3 separate regions of the Mus musculus genome follow, and all the other regions are linked to region 1. The links are chromatin contacts, called in public HiCAR-type and promoter capture Hi-C maps. All regions are on one chromosome and are shown on one strand. The core of a region is the stretch at or near the end of the contact, and the rest is flanking DNA. Distances in the headings are between cores, read along the strand shown. Region 1 holds the start of Ift172 (intraflagellar transport 172). Region 2 holds the start of Nat8l (N-acetyltransferase 8-like). Region 3 holds the start of Tacc3 (transforming, acidic coiled-coil containing protein 3).

Evidence for each region. HiCAR-type assays count read pairs that join an accessible place to other places. Capture Hi-C pulls out chosen DNA fragments and counts their contacts.
Region 2: a contact with region 1 is called in a HiCAR-type map of astrocytes, with 8 times the contacts expected there. The contact joins the promoter of Nat8l here to the promoter of Ift172 in region 1.
Region 3: a promoter capture Hi-C map of adipose tissue shows a contact between it and region 1, with 2.9 times the contacts expected there. The contact joins the promoter of Tacc3 here to the promoter of Ift172 in region 1. A contact is called at or near these places in 1 of 115 datasets of contacts at active chromatin or transcription factors (astrocytes) and 1 of 9 other capture datasets (adipose tissue).

What each region holds. Positions count from the first base shown.
Region 1 is chr5:31,289,254-31,293,314 of GRCm38.p6, forward strand. Ift172 (intraflagellar transport 172) reads right to left here and starts at 1,861. Exons shown (of 48, transcript NM_026298.5): 1 at 1,721-1,861. The coding sequence starts at 1,759. It overlaps Fndc4 (fibronectin type III domain containing 4), which reads right to left. Exons shown (of 7, transcript NM_022424.6): 7 at 2,989-4,061.
Region 2 is chr5:33,993,604-33,997,664 of GRCm38.p6, forward strand. Nat8l (N-acetyltransferase 8-like) reads left to right here and starts at 2,381. Exons shown (of 3, transcript NM_001001985.3): 1 at 2,381-3,607. The coding sequence starts at 3,241.
Region 3 is chr5:33,656,144-33,660,204 of GRCm38.p6, forward strand. It overlaps Tacc3 (transforming, acidic coiled-coil containing protein 3), which reads left to right and starts at 1,985. Exons shown (of 15, transcript NM_001040435.3): 1 at 1,985-2,584. It overlaps Tmem129 (transmembrane protein 129), which reads right to left and starts at 1,834. Exons shown (of 4, transcript NM_026698.3): 1 at 1,480-1,834. The coding sequence starts at 1,684.

The DNA.
Region 1 (4,061 bases), core at 611-3,110:
ATTTTTGAGACAGGATCTCTCTGTGTAGCCTAGAACTCGCTGTGTAGAGCAGACTGGCATTGAACTTACAGAAATCTACCTCCTGCTCCTGAGTGTTCATACTACAGGCATGAGCCATTATGCTTGCTACTCTTACTTTTTAAAAAGAAGTTCTTGCTACATATTCAAACTGGCTTTGAGCTCACAGCCATCCTCCTGCCTCAGCCTCCTAGGTTCTAAGACTACAGGCATGTAACAGCACAATCAGGTAAGGGAGTCTGTCTGTCTGTCTGTCTGTGTGTGTCGGGAGGATGTTGCTATATGGGCCTGTCTATGTGTGCATGTAGAGACCAGAGGTCAAGTGTTTTCACAGTCATTCTCCATCTTACTTTTTGAAAGACAGAGTCTCTCATTGCACTGAAAGCTCGTAATTCCAGTTCTAGGACTAGAACTCTAGGGACCACCTGTCTACCTTCGAAACACTGAGATTACAGGTGCACCTGGCTCTGAAGAGGATGCTGGAGATCTGAACTCAGTTTCCCACGCTGGTGATGAGTCATTTCCCCCATAGCCAACCTTCTTATCTGTGTTGTGTTAGCCTGTCCTTTCACTTTGGAATGCCTTTCTCTCTTGTCAATCATCCTTCTTATGGCTTTCCAGTTTTCTTATGCTCTTTAAAACTTTTTCCTTACATTTTGAGTGGGGTGGGACAACTTGCACAAGCTGGCTCTTTCCTTCCACTGTGTGGGTCACAGGGCTCAAACTCAGGAGGTCAGGCTTAGTGGCAAGTACCTTAGCCAGTGAGCCAGCTCACAGGCCTTTCCTCTTCCTCTTCCTCTCCCCTCCCCCCTCTCTCTCTCCTACCCTCCCCTTCCCTTCCCTCCTCTCTCCCTTTTCCCCTTCCCCCTCCCCTTTTCTCCCCTCCCCTTTCCTTCCCTTCTCTCCCTTCCCCTACCCCCTCTCCTAAGAGTCTCAAGTAGCCCAGGCTGGCCTTGAACTCTCCACGTAGCTAAGAATGGCCTTGCATTCCTGATCCTCCTACCTCCACAATTGCTGAGATTACTAGCCTGGGCTACCAAGGCTTATAAGATTCTGTTCTGTGTAGAACTTTATTTAACATTCTCCTAAGTCGCTTACAGTTGCTCTCCCTGCGCCTTTTCTTTACCAGATGAAGAAGCTAGTGATAGAATGATTGCGTATGGTGATGGTTAAAGCCAGAAATACCATTTGGTCAAGTCAGTGTTGGAGCTAAGCTAAGACAGAGACTCTGTCCTCTTCACGCCCAAACCAAACATAATCTTCGTTTATGTCTCTGGGCTCCTCCTCCAGCGCCCACCCAGCCTCTTCTGCTTCTGAGGAGACACACTTTCACAATCCAAAAGAGGGTTCAGCTTCTGCTCTACCTTTTTTTAGGGTTTATATCTAAAGTGCTCATTTCATCCTGTGTAGACTTATGAAGGTTGACTATATATGCGCCTCTCCTTCCAAAAAGAGCCTTGACGCGTAATGCGGGTGATCCCGGAGAGCCTAAGCTTGGGGCCTGGCACTCAACTGATGTAATGTCATGCAAAGAAAGCTTAGAGTCGTTAGTGATGCATGTCGCCTGCTGAAAGAGCTTTCACGGTCTTCTGAACAAAGTAGACGCTCAAAAAGTATGAACTTATGTTCCCTTACTTTTTTTTTTTTTTTTTTTTTTGAACGCCTGGTGGCCTGGGAATGGAAGAGGCATGCGATTCCTCACCTGAGGGCTCAGCAGGGTCCTCAGGTGCTTCAACTGCATGACGTACACCGGTCTCGGATGCTCACTGACCGAGACAACTCCCGTGGTTACCTGGACAACCCGCCAAGCATCGGCGGCGCTAACCGCTGACGCACAGGCAACGTGAGTGCGACATACGTCATAAGGTCACGTAGTGGGTTCGCGACGGAGCGAACAGGACGTGCGCAAGCGCAGTGAGTCCTAAGGCGGGCCCATAAGAGGGGTTGTGGAATTCTCTCCGCGACCAATCCTGTGGCTGCATGCAAACCTAACGCAAACCTCCGCCCACAAGTCTTCGGTCCTCTCCGGATTCTACGTCACCATATCCTTACGTTTTCTTATTGTCCTACCCGGCCAGATGTGCTTTAGTTGCTTAAACTCTGGAGGAGAGCAAGGCAGGTGCTACGAGAGGCAAAAGACAATTCGCGGAGCTGAAATCTTCACGTCATCCCAAAACTTAGGTGACTTGCGGGAGGCCACTCAATACTGACAGATAACAGTGAAAGCTCAAGGATATACTTGGCACTGTGTTTGAATTCAGCAGCGGTACAGACCCATTTTACCCAACAGGAGGCAGATTAAAGGAGTTACTCGCCAAAGTTAAAACAGCTTGTAAAGGGTGGAACCGGCATTTAACCCACAGCTAATAACCTTTTAATTCCCGTAAGAAGGCTCAACTCTCCTCAACTCATTGTCTCCATGCCCAACTTCTCTACTCTGAAACACAGTCTCAGGAAATTATCCAGGATATGGTGGATATATTGGAAGCACTGGCTAGGGAAAGAAAAGGCACCCTGTTTGGTCATTGAGTTCAAGGCAGATTCCTGAAACCCAGATGTCTCTATGGGACAGTGCAGGAGGCAGACCAGAGCTTGGTTCCCCTCCTAGTTTAGAGCTGCATGACACCTGTGGTTGTGATTAGTTAAGCAAAAAAAGATACCATCTTCTTTGGGATCCTTTCAATAATTTTTGTTCTTGTTTCTCCCAAAAGATCAAGAGACAGAATGAAATGCAGAAACGTTAGTCATAGGCCTTCTCTAAATGACCCAAGGTGGGCAAGCCCTATCCCCCCCTAAAAGCATAGCATATGCCCCCCAGGCAAATGCTGGGCCCAAAGCCTTGAGCGCACTGCAGTTGCCAATGGTAACGAGTATTTCTCTTCCTGCCACCACATCCCTCTAGAAAATTAAGAATCAGAAGGGGACAGATTCCCTTTTTTCACAGGTAACAAATAGGTCCCAGAACTCAAATTATACTTTTTTTGATAGGGGCATCCAAACCCCTCAGCTTTATTTCTAGAATCCTCTGGATATGTTAGAGTATAAATATAAACTCATTTATGGATTACAATTATTATTAACTTTGAATGAACAAAGACATAGATGAAAAAGAAAACAAAGACGAGGCACTGGTGTGCCCGGGGTGAGAACACATGGCACCAAGGGCACATTAGTGGTGGCTGCTCTCCTGTCAGCTCCTAAGACAGCTCAGCCCTTCTGACCATTTCCCCAAAGTGAGTGCTGGAGTCAAAAGTGCAGGGAAGGGATTGGTTATATAGCGCAACAGTAGAATATTTGCTTAGTATGCACAAGGTCCTGAACAAAGATAAAAAAAAAATCTACTGGCCCTTTTATATGACATGGCCTGGTTTCTGTTGGTATGAAAACTGTGACTTCTCATTTTCTCTCTTCTCATTCAGCAAAGACAAAGAAGGGAGGCCTTTGGCTTTCATCCCCTCCCCTTTTGTCTTTCCCCGCCCATCTTAGATGAATACATTGTTACACTGACGCAAACATCTTATCAAGACTCTGTCCTTTCAGGTTGGTGGAGGCCTGAGAAGAACTGACAAGGTGTAGAGATGTCTTCAGCATACCATACAGGAACCAGTCAGTTCCAGTTTGTCCAGAACCTTTATTGGAAAAATGTCCCAGGGGTGAGATCACCAGCAGCTGGAGGGGCTGCCAGGTGAGGGAGGAGCCCCAGAGGCTCCGTGGAAGACACTGGAATAGTGCAATGCAGCGTCTGCCTCTAGGCCCAGAAGGTTCTTCTGACTCACTGAAGGAGGGCAACCCGGGCAGAAACACCCCTCTCTGAGGCCCAGAGGCAAGCTGTAGGGGCAGCTAGTGAGTGCCAATAGTCCTGATGCAGGTGACATGGGGCCCCTAGCGAGGACCTAGTGGGATAGGGTTGAATAAGTGATTCTCCCCTGGACCTGGGGGATGGGAGATATTCCATTTGATATCCACTCCCAAGTCCAGGGATACAGAATCTACCAGACCTACATTCTGGCCCTGCTTACAGTGGAAAGAGGATGGGTACCAGC
Region 2 (4,061 bases), core at 1,131-3,630, 2.7 Mb after region 1:
AATATATCTATAAGTCTGCCTTGCTTTGTATGGCTGGATGGCCGAAATGAGCTGCATTAGCACTCTCATAAGATGATTACTCTTGTAATAATCTTAATTAACAATATATGGGTGAGTTAAAAATCTTAAGCTTGTGATCAAACTGCAAGCTGCAGTCAATGGAACACTGGCAATTTTAACCATAATTTTTAAGTTTCTTTTGCAACGTTAGAATAATATCTACAACTTTGAAAAAGCAAAATCCAATTTTAAAACAATTTATTCTCTTTAAAATCAATACTAGAAACATCACTTTCACATTATGAAGTTTGGCTGCCAATCTGTATATGAATGCATGACAGTGCAAAATTTAATGCTTTATTAAAGAGACATTGTTCTGAATCATATCGCTCATAAGTCTAGTTTCTAGGATAAGAATTACATAAAATATTATCTCAATTAGAAGTATCTCAATTAGAATGCCTGAGCTTGTCTGGAGGCATCTCTCTCTCTCTCTCTCTGTCTCTGTCTCTGTCTCTGTCTCTCTCTCTCTTCCCTTTCTTTCTTTCAAACTCAGAGGGAGTTGAGTCTGGACCTCCAGAAGTTCTGGCCTGGAAATATTATTGCAGAATTCCCATTTTGGTGGCACCTCTTCGCGGCTTTTGAGCCTGTTTCTCTTCTCTGTGCTTTGGGCTCTCCTGCTCTCTTAAAGGCTCCTGTCCTCCCCCAGTCCCCAGTGGTTTATAGCTTTCAGCATCGAGCCCAGGGCCATCTCCCAGGACTACCTTGGCTGTGGATATTCCCACTACCCACTCCTTTTTCTCTACATTTTCAGTATGGGGTTCTTCTTCCCCAAACAGACCCTGGGGCAGCCATGCCAGGCAAGGATAAGTCCTCTTTACCCAACATCCTTAAAGAACACACCGTGGTTGGAGGGCTGCCCTATTAAGGAAGCATTCCTAACCCATGAATGTTCAGGTGTAGGGTCCAGGGCACCCGTCCCCACTCTGTCTCTGAAATCTTGATAGACGTCTTTACCCCTGCCAGGCTGTAGGCAGGCACTTCTAGGCTCCTGGAAGGTGCATTCAGCTGCAGGATGTGAGGAAGCCAAGCTGGGTCTCCTGAGTCTTCCTACACACCCAGGCAGAGGAGTGTGTAAGCCATCGTGGGGAGCTCGGGAGAGGTAGAGTGGCTCTAGGCTGCTGCTTTATTAAAGAGGACCTTGATGCCACCCAGGAATGGCCTAAGGGAGAACGGCAGAGGGCGCCCCACGACAGGAAGGAGGAACAGGGCTAAACAGGGCCATGGATTGTCCTGCTGTCTGCGCAACTCCTAGGGTAGTATCTTTAAGTCTCCAAGACCCTGGGCTCCAGTCTTGGCCCCTTCACGCTTTCAGACGGTTCCGATGTGTTGGTTATAGCGCAGGCCACCATCATGGCCATGGGGGCGGGGGCGGGGTGGGCAAATGATTATAGGAGGACCGGGGCAATGGAAGGAATGGTTAGGCAGACCAGGGAATGGGTGCTCTGCAGAACTGAGGGGGATTCTGGTCGCGCTGATGTGAGTCTTGCAAATCCCCTAGGCCCGGAGGTGCAGAAAGACGAAGGAGCAACTCTGGTCAGGGGTGTGGAGAGATACCCTATAGGCACCGGACCATTTTGTTGCTTCTAAGGCTTACAGGCTTCAGTGACCCGCAAACCTAGGGTCCTGAGTCAGAACTTCTTGGCTCCACCAGATGGGTCCTCAATGCTCAGCCTCACTTTCCTCGGGGCCCTTCTGCCTGACTGTCCTCAGCCCTTACAGGCCGGCACTGGTCCTGCAGACCACCCAGCCAACCTCGGGACTCAGGAGAAGTCAATGTGGCTAGTCGGTGCCCCGGCCTGTTCAGATACTATCAGTGAGTTCCTTTGAAATATTGAGAGATTTAGCATCAGTGTCCAGGAAGGTCGCCTCTGGGACCCAGATAAGTCCCACTCCCCCGCCCCCGTGTCTCGAAAACAGTGAGGAAAATCCTCTCTAGCCTGACCCTCTCCTTCTCAGTCCCCTTGTGCTGACAACCCTGGCTGTTTGATTACCCTACTCCCAGGTTCCATTTGCGAGACAGGCCCCTTCAGTCTCTAGGTGACCTTAGCCGTTCTGCTGGCTCCAACAATGGTGCGGCATAACGCAGACTGAGGGTCCTCCGGCCCGGAGAGGGTCTCCGCGAGCACGAGGATGATTCGGCTTTGGGGGTGCCCATTCCCGTGACCTAGGAAAGTGGATATGCCACTACGCATTCCCCACTCCATGCGCGCCCTGTCTGCTGCGTCTGCACGTCTTGCTCCGGGGGACTGTGAGACCGCGGCTCTGAAGCGAGCCCCCGCTGCACCTGCACCAAGGCCACGGGGCGCATGCGCGGACCGCGGAAGGCGGGGGCCGAGCCGGGAGGGGTCCTGCAATTCCGCAGGTCCGCTGCCGGGAACGGTCGGGTGTCAGATTGGAGTGGGGTGGGGTTCGGCTGTCAGGCAGCGCGTGCATCAAACCACATTTCAGCCGCGTCCTCACTCTCTCAGTCCGTTCGGCCCCGGCCGCGGGCTCGGAGGGCGCCTGCCAAAGGAACACGGGGCCCCTCACGAGGACTTCGGCCGGGCGCCGCGTACAGACAAAGGGGTGGGAGATGGAGACACTTCCGTGATTACTGCCAGCGGCCGCGGAAGAAGAGGACGCTTTGCTGCAGGAACGCAGGTCCGAGCGCAGCGGCAGCTTTGCGGGAGCTCAGGGGCGGGGTAGGAGGCGTCCATCACTCTCCGACCTCCTGGCGAGCCTCAAGCCCCTTACGCAGCGCCTCTCTGAGCACCCTGTCCCTGCTGTCGTTCACTGAGGACCACTTCCTCGCACGCTCTCCGTTCGGCCCCTCCGTGCTCCCGCGGTCCGCCAGCCACGCAGCCCAAGTGTGCCATCGGGCGGGCGCAGAGGCGGCGTCTGCTCCCACCCCCGAGATCACATGGTGACCCTCGGCAGCCAATGCAGTGGACGCTAGGACCCTGCGGGACCCCGGGCGCCGCGACTGCACCGGCGCCGCTGCATTATAAATACTTCTCCAAAATGCGGCGCAGCTCCCTGCGCGCGCCCCGGCCGCCCGCCGCCTCCGCCCTGCGCCCCTGAGCCGCTGCCGCCGCCGCTGCCGCCGCGGGTCCGAGGGCGCCGCGCCCTTGCCCTGGGCTCGGGCTCTGCCCGCTGCCGCCGGCTCGCGTCCTCGCGCTGCGCCGCCCGGCCGGGTGCATGCATTGTGGGCCTCCCGACATGGTCTGCGAGACGAAGATCGTGGCTACGGAGGACCATGAGGCACTGCCGGGGGCCAAGAAGGACGCGCTGCTCGTCGCCGCCGGAGCCATGTGGCCCCCGCTGCCCGCCGCGCCCGGGCCGGCCGCCGCACCCCCACCCGCGGCAGGTCCCCAGCCCCACGGAGGCACCGGGGGCGCGGGGCCGCCGGAGGGGCGCGGCGTGTGCATCCGCGAGTTCCGCGCAGCCGAGCAGGAGGCGGCGCGCCGCATCTTCTACGACGGCATCTTGGAGCGCATCCCCAACACGGCTTTCCGCGGCCTGCGGCAGCACCCGCGCACCCAACTGCTCTACGCCCTGCTGGCCGGTCAGTGCGCCGCGGGGGGCGGGGGGCCGGCGGGGCTGCGGCAGTCCCGCACCGGCCCGGCTCCAGCGGGTCCAGCGGACCCCTCCGGGGACCGTCGCGCTTGACTCTCTTTGCCTTCCTTCTGGGTTCCCATCTCGGAGCCCCGGTGCCGCGTCGGTACGCTGGACCGGTTGGGAGGAGACCCGCTTGCACCAGCGGCGCAGCGCTCCGGGCTTTCGGCCAAGGCTCCTGGGCCGGGCGTGGGAACCAGCGCGGGCTGAGTGCAGGGCGCTGCGGACTGGGAAACACAGGGTTGGCAACTCAGTCCGCGGCGCCCGTTCTTTCCGTCGCGGGGCATCCCGGGTGGGGGCGGCGTGACAGGGCAGGTAGCGCTGCAGCTGCGGCCCGGCGCGACAACTATATATATAATCTTTGGGCGGGGGAGGCCGCCTGAGGCTCAAGTGCTAATTTATGA
Region 3 (4,061 bases), core at 735-3,234, 2.4 Mb after region 1:
ATGCTTTCTATCCCAGCACTCAGGAGGCAGAGGCAGGTGGATCTGAGGCCAGCCTCATCTACTGATCTAGTTCTGGGACAGCCATGGATACACAAAGAAAAACAAACAAATAAACAAAAATTTCCTAGAAAACCAAAAGGAAACGACTTTACATAAACTGACCACTGGCCTACTTGAGACAGTTCTTTGGGCTGTATCTTGGTATCTCAATTTTGCCTCCTCTGAGGAGGCAGAGCCAACATAGCCCATCTCAAAGCTGGGACACTGAACAAGAAAATGAGCAAGTACCCAGTGATAGGGCACCTTGCTAGAACAGAGAAACCAGTTTCAGAGCCCTGTTAACCCAACAGGGAGCAACTTGAACATCAAAATGATCTGCAGATGGTAAGGTACTGTTTGAGCAGGCTCCAATCTGCAAAAAACAATAGTAACTGTTTACTTCTAGCCAATTCACTACATGTTAAAATAACTTGTTATGTAGCAACAGAAGACAGCTCCACCGTCTGTCTGCTCTCAATATGACCTCCCTGAGTGACTTGTGCTTATTAACTTTGGGTTCCTTGTTCTGGTATGGGAGTGCCCACTGGACAGCCCTTGGTCAGGAGTCCTGCCTTAGAGCCCCACACTCTTGATATGCCTTGCAGTGTACTAACTAGGTCTCCAAACCAAACTACATGACCATGCCAACTCCATCTCCAGTTCTCCAAAGGAGTCCTCTCCACCCTCCTTCTTCTCAAAACAGATCTGAGTGTTTCTATTACCACACCTGCCTCTGCCTCTCTGGAGCCTAAGCAGCTGCTTCACACCAATCATTCCTGTGCCCAGAGCTGCAAGTATGACAGACAAGCAGACATGTGTTCTCCCAGATCTATCTTTCCCTGTCCCTGTAGCTTCCAAAGGTCTCCTTCATCTGGATCCCAGACTTCAATCACTGCTATATTCCAGCAGTTTCCCCAACCTTTCCTCCAATCAGCCAACAGATGGGCCTCTCCGAGGTCCCACTAGCACTTGGGGCACCACATACCATGGCCTTGGACAGGGCCATAGACCTAGCCCGGCAAAGGAAACGCTCCATTAACATTCCCAACCTTGACCGTCTTCATCTCTGCCTGCTCTTCTTACACCCACCTTCCCCTGGGATCTCTCCAACCCCTGTTGTAATGAAATCAACAGGAGCTCTTTCCTATAGAAATCGTCCAACATAGCAAGCAGGCTGAACGATTCTGCACTCCAGCCGCAGTGATGTCAAAGACTGGAGCTTAGCCCCACCCGAGCACCACTCGCAGGACAGCGCCAGGGCCGCCGCCTCCCAACTGGAAGAGCGTATGGTGCTCTAGAGCGCTCAGCTCACAGCCAGGGCTGCAGAGATCCCGCTTGCTTGTTCATGATCTTGACCGGCTTCTGCTCCAGTTCCTCACCCTTGGAGTCTCCAAGCGCCCGGTTAAGCGCCAACCACCGGCCGGCACACAGGAGGCTCACCTAACGGCAGCAGTGAGTGACACAGTAGTGTGGCGGAAGTGCGGCGAAGGTGGTAAGGTACGAAGGCGGCGTCCTCGCTGCCCAGCCAGCCCGACAACAGATTCTGCACTGTGAGCCCGGCCGAGTAGAACTCGTTGGGCGTGAACACGAAGCACACTGCGAAGACCAGGTAGGCCAACGTGAAGGTCACCTCAGGGCTGTCCATCCCGCCACCGCTCACTGGGCCGTGCAGAGGCAGGAGAGTCCAGTTCTGGACAGTTGGTTTGTTGCCGCAGCCACCGCCGTCAGATCGCCCGCGGGGCACTCTGGGAAACGGAGTCCAAGTCCGGCTACTGGCGGGGCATCCTGCGAATCTGAGCGCCTCCTGTCCAGGCACCCGCAAAGCATTCTAGGAAATGGAGTCCCCTCCTCAGGCTGCCCGCGGGGCACTGTGGGAGACAATTTCCCTGTTGGGTTGACCCGAAGGGCACCCTGGGAGTCAGAGTCTCGCGAGGCCGCCCCCGGCATTCTGAGTGGGGAGTTCTCGGACCCTACGCTGACCCACAAGCTGTGAGCCGCCCAGACACCCCCCGTAAGGGTTCAACTTCTCCCTTACAAACAGCTCGGAGGAGACACTGCAACTGGGTCCATTTAACAGCTGAGAAAAACCGAGCCAGGGCGAACTGGTTTCCAACCGCATTCGCGGCCGACCATGAGATTTTCTGGGCCATGATGGCTCTCACAGTCACTGGCTACCAACAAGCCCTCTCGGCCCCCGATGCTAGACCACAGTTCCCATACGCCCCAACGCTCCCACTGTGCCCTCAGTCCCGGAAGCGGAACTCCCTGCGCAAGAAGGGCGGGACCAGTATGGCTTGCAATTGGCCACAGGTGGCTCTACGGAAGCCTCTTCTCCAACGCGCTGATTGGCTGTGGAACGCCAACTTTCGGTATTTGAATCTGGGGCGGGCGTAGCGGACGACGTTCCGGGACTGCGAGAGCGGACCTTGTTGGGGTTCCTTCGGCTGGGTTTCTCCTGCTCCGTTTTCTTAGCGCGAAGCGGGCACGGCGCTCCTCCCTTGCGGTGGGCGTCCGCGCGGGCCCAGGGCTTGGCAACCGTAGTCAGGTAAGGGAAACGGCGATTTTTTATTTCCCTCGGGCGCAGGGTGGGGATCAGCCCCACGGAACTTGATTCCTGCGAGCTGAGTTACCGTTCCTGTCTTCCGCAGCTTCGCTCTCTCCCTTTGTTGAGGACCCACCCCTCACTCCAGCCTCCTCTGTTCTAAACTCAGGGGATGCACCTAGCCTCCTAGGCAGGACAGGAACCTGCCCGTGGGCTGGGCTTTGCAGGCCGGCCTGCCAGTGATCTCGGTCTGACCCAGTTGATGGCCTCCAAAGAGGCCGTGCTGGTTCCTGTTCTGGTCGAGCGTGTCGTGTAGGAGAATCGCGTCTCAGAGCCAGGGACATCCGTCGCCCCAAGTCTCTTACTCCATCTTTTCTGCGAAACTATTCTGTCTGTCGTCTGTCTTCCTGAACCCAGGGATATTTCTTGTTCCTGGGTCTGTGCCTCTAAGTCCTCCTTCCGTACAGCCTGACCACAACTTCAAAATAAATGGCTTCTCTTGGAAACGCTTTCTTTCCAACTCCAGATGGTCCTGATAAGTTTCCCTTCTCTATTGCATCCTTCTCTGAACAGAGTCCTTTAAGGCTAAGGCCTTTTTCCTCAACTTTAGCTACCAGAATGACCTCATGCCTATACCTATACAATTTGGTTCAGCAATGCATATTTCCAGTCATGATCGCTTGATTGTACACTTCTGTCCATGCACTGTTCGAGGTGGGAGATGTTTCTTTCTCCTTCAACCTTCAAACTTCACCTCAGAGACCATCAGTCAACTTGAGCTTTATCATCTCCCATAGGTGATTTGACCCCATACTTGTTCTCAGAAGGACAGGTGCAGCAGCAGCAACAAAACTTCCTATGTTCCCTGCCCCACCCCTAGTCACTCCTGCACCATGAAGACATCAGAACAAGAGGAAAGGCCCCTTGTGGGTGGGACCATCTCTGGGCTGGTAGTCTTGGGTTCTATAAGAGAGCAGGCTGAGCAAGCCAGGGGAAGCAAGCCAGTAATGAACACTTTCCCCCTTTCCCCCTTGATCACTAATTGAGAAAATGCCTTACAGTTGGATCTCATGGAGGTATTTCCTCAACTGAAGCTCCTTTGTCTGTGATAACTCCAGCTGTGTCAAGTTGACACAAAACTAGCCAGTACAGGTTCTGATGTCTTCTTGGTGCAGGAGTGACTAGAGGTGGGGCAGGGAACATAGGGAAGTTTTGTTGCTGCTGTTGCACCATGGCCTCTGCATCAGCTCCTGCTTTCTGACCTGCTTGAGTTCCAGTCCTGACTTCCTTGGTGATGAACAGCAGTATGAAAGTGTAAGCCGAATAAACCCTTTCCTCCCCAACTTGCTTCTTGGTCATGATGTTTGTGCAGGAATAGAAACCCTGACTAAGACAGAACCCAAATCTGGCTTGTCAATTTTTGTCTCCAGGAACTCCCTCCAGGAGCTGGGGACATGGCTCAGACAGTATTGTGCTTGAC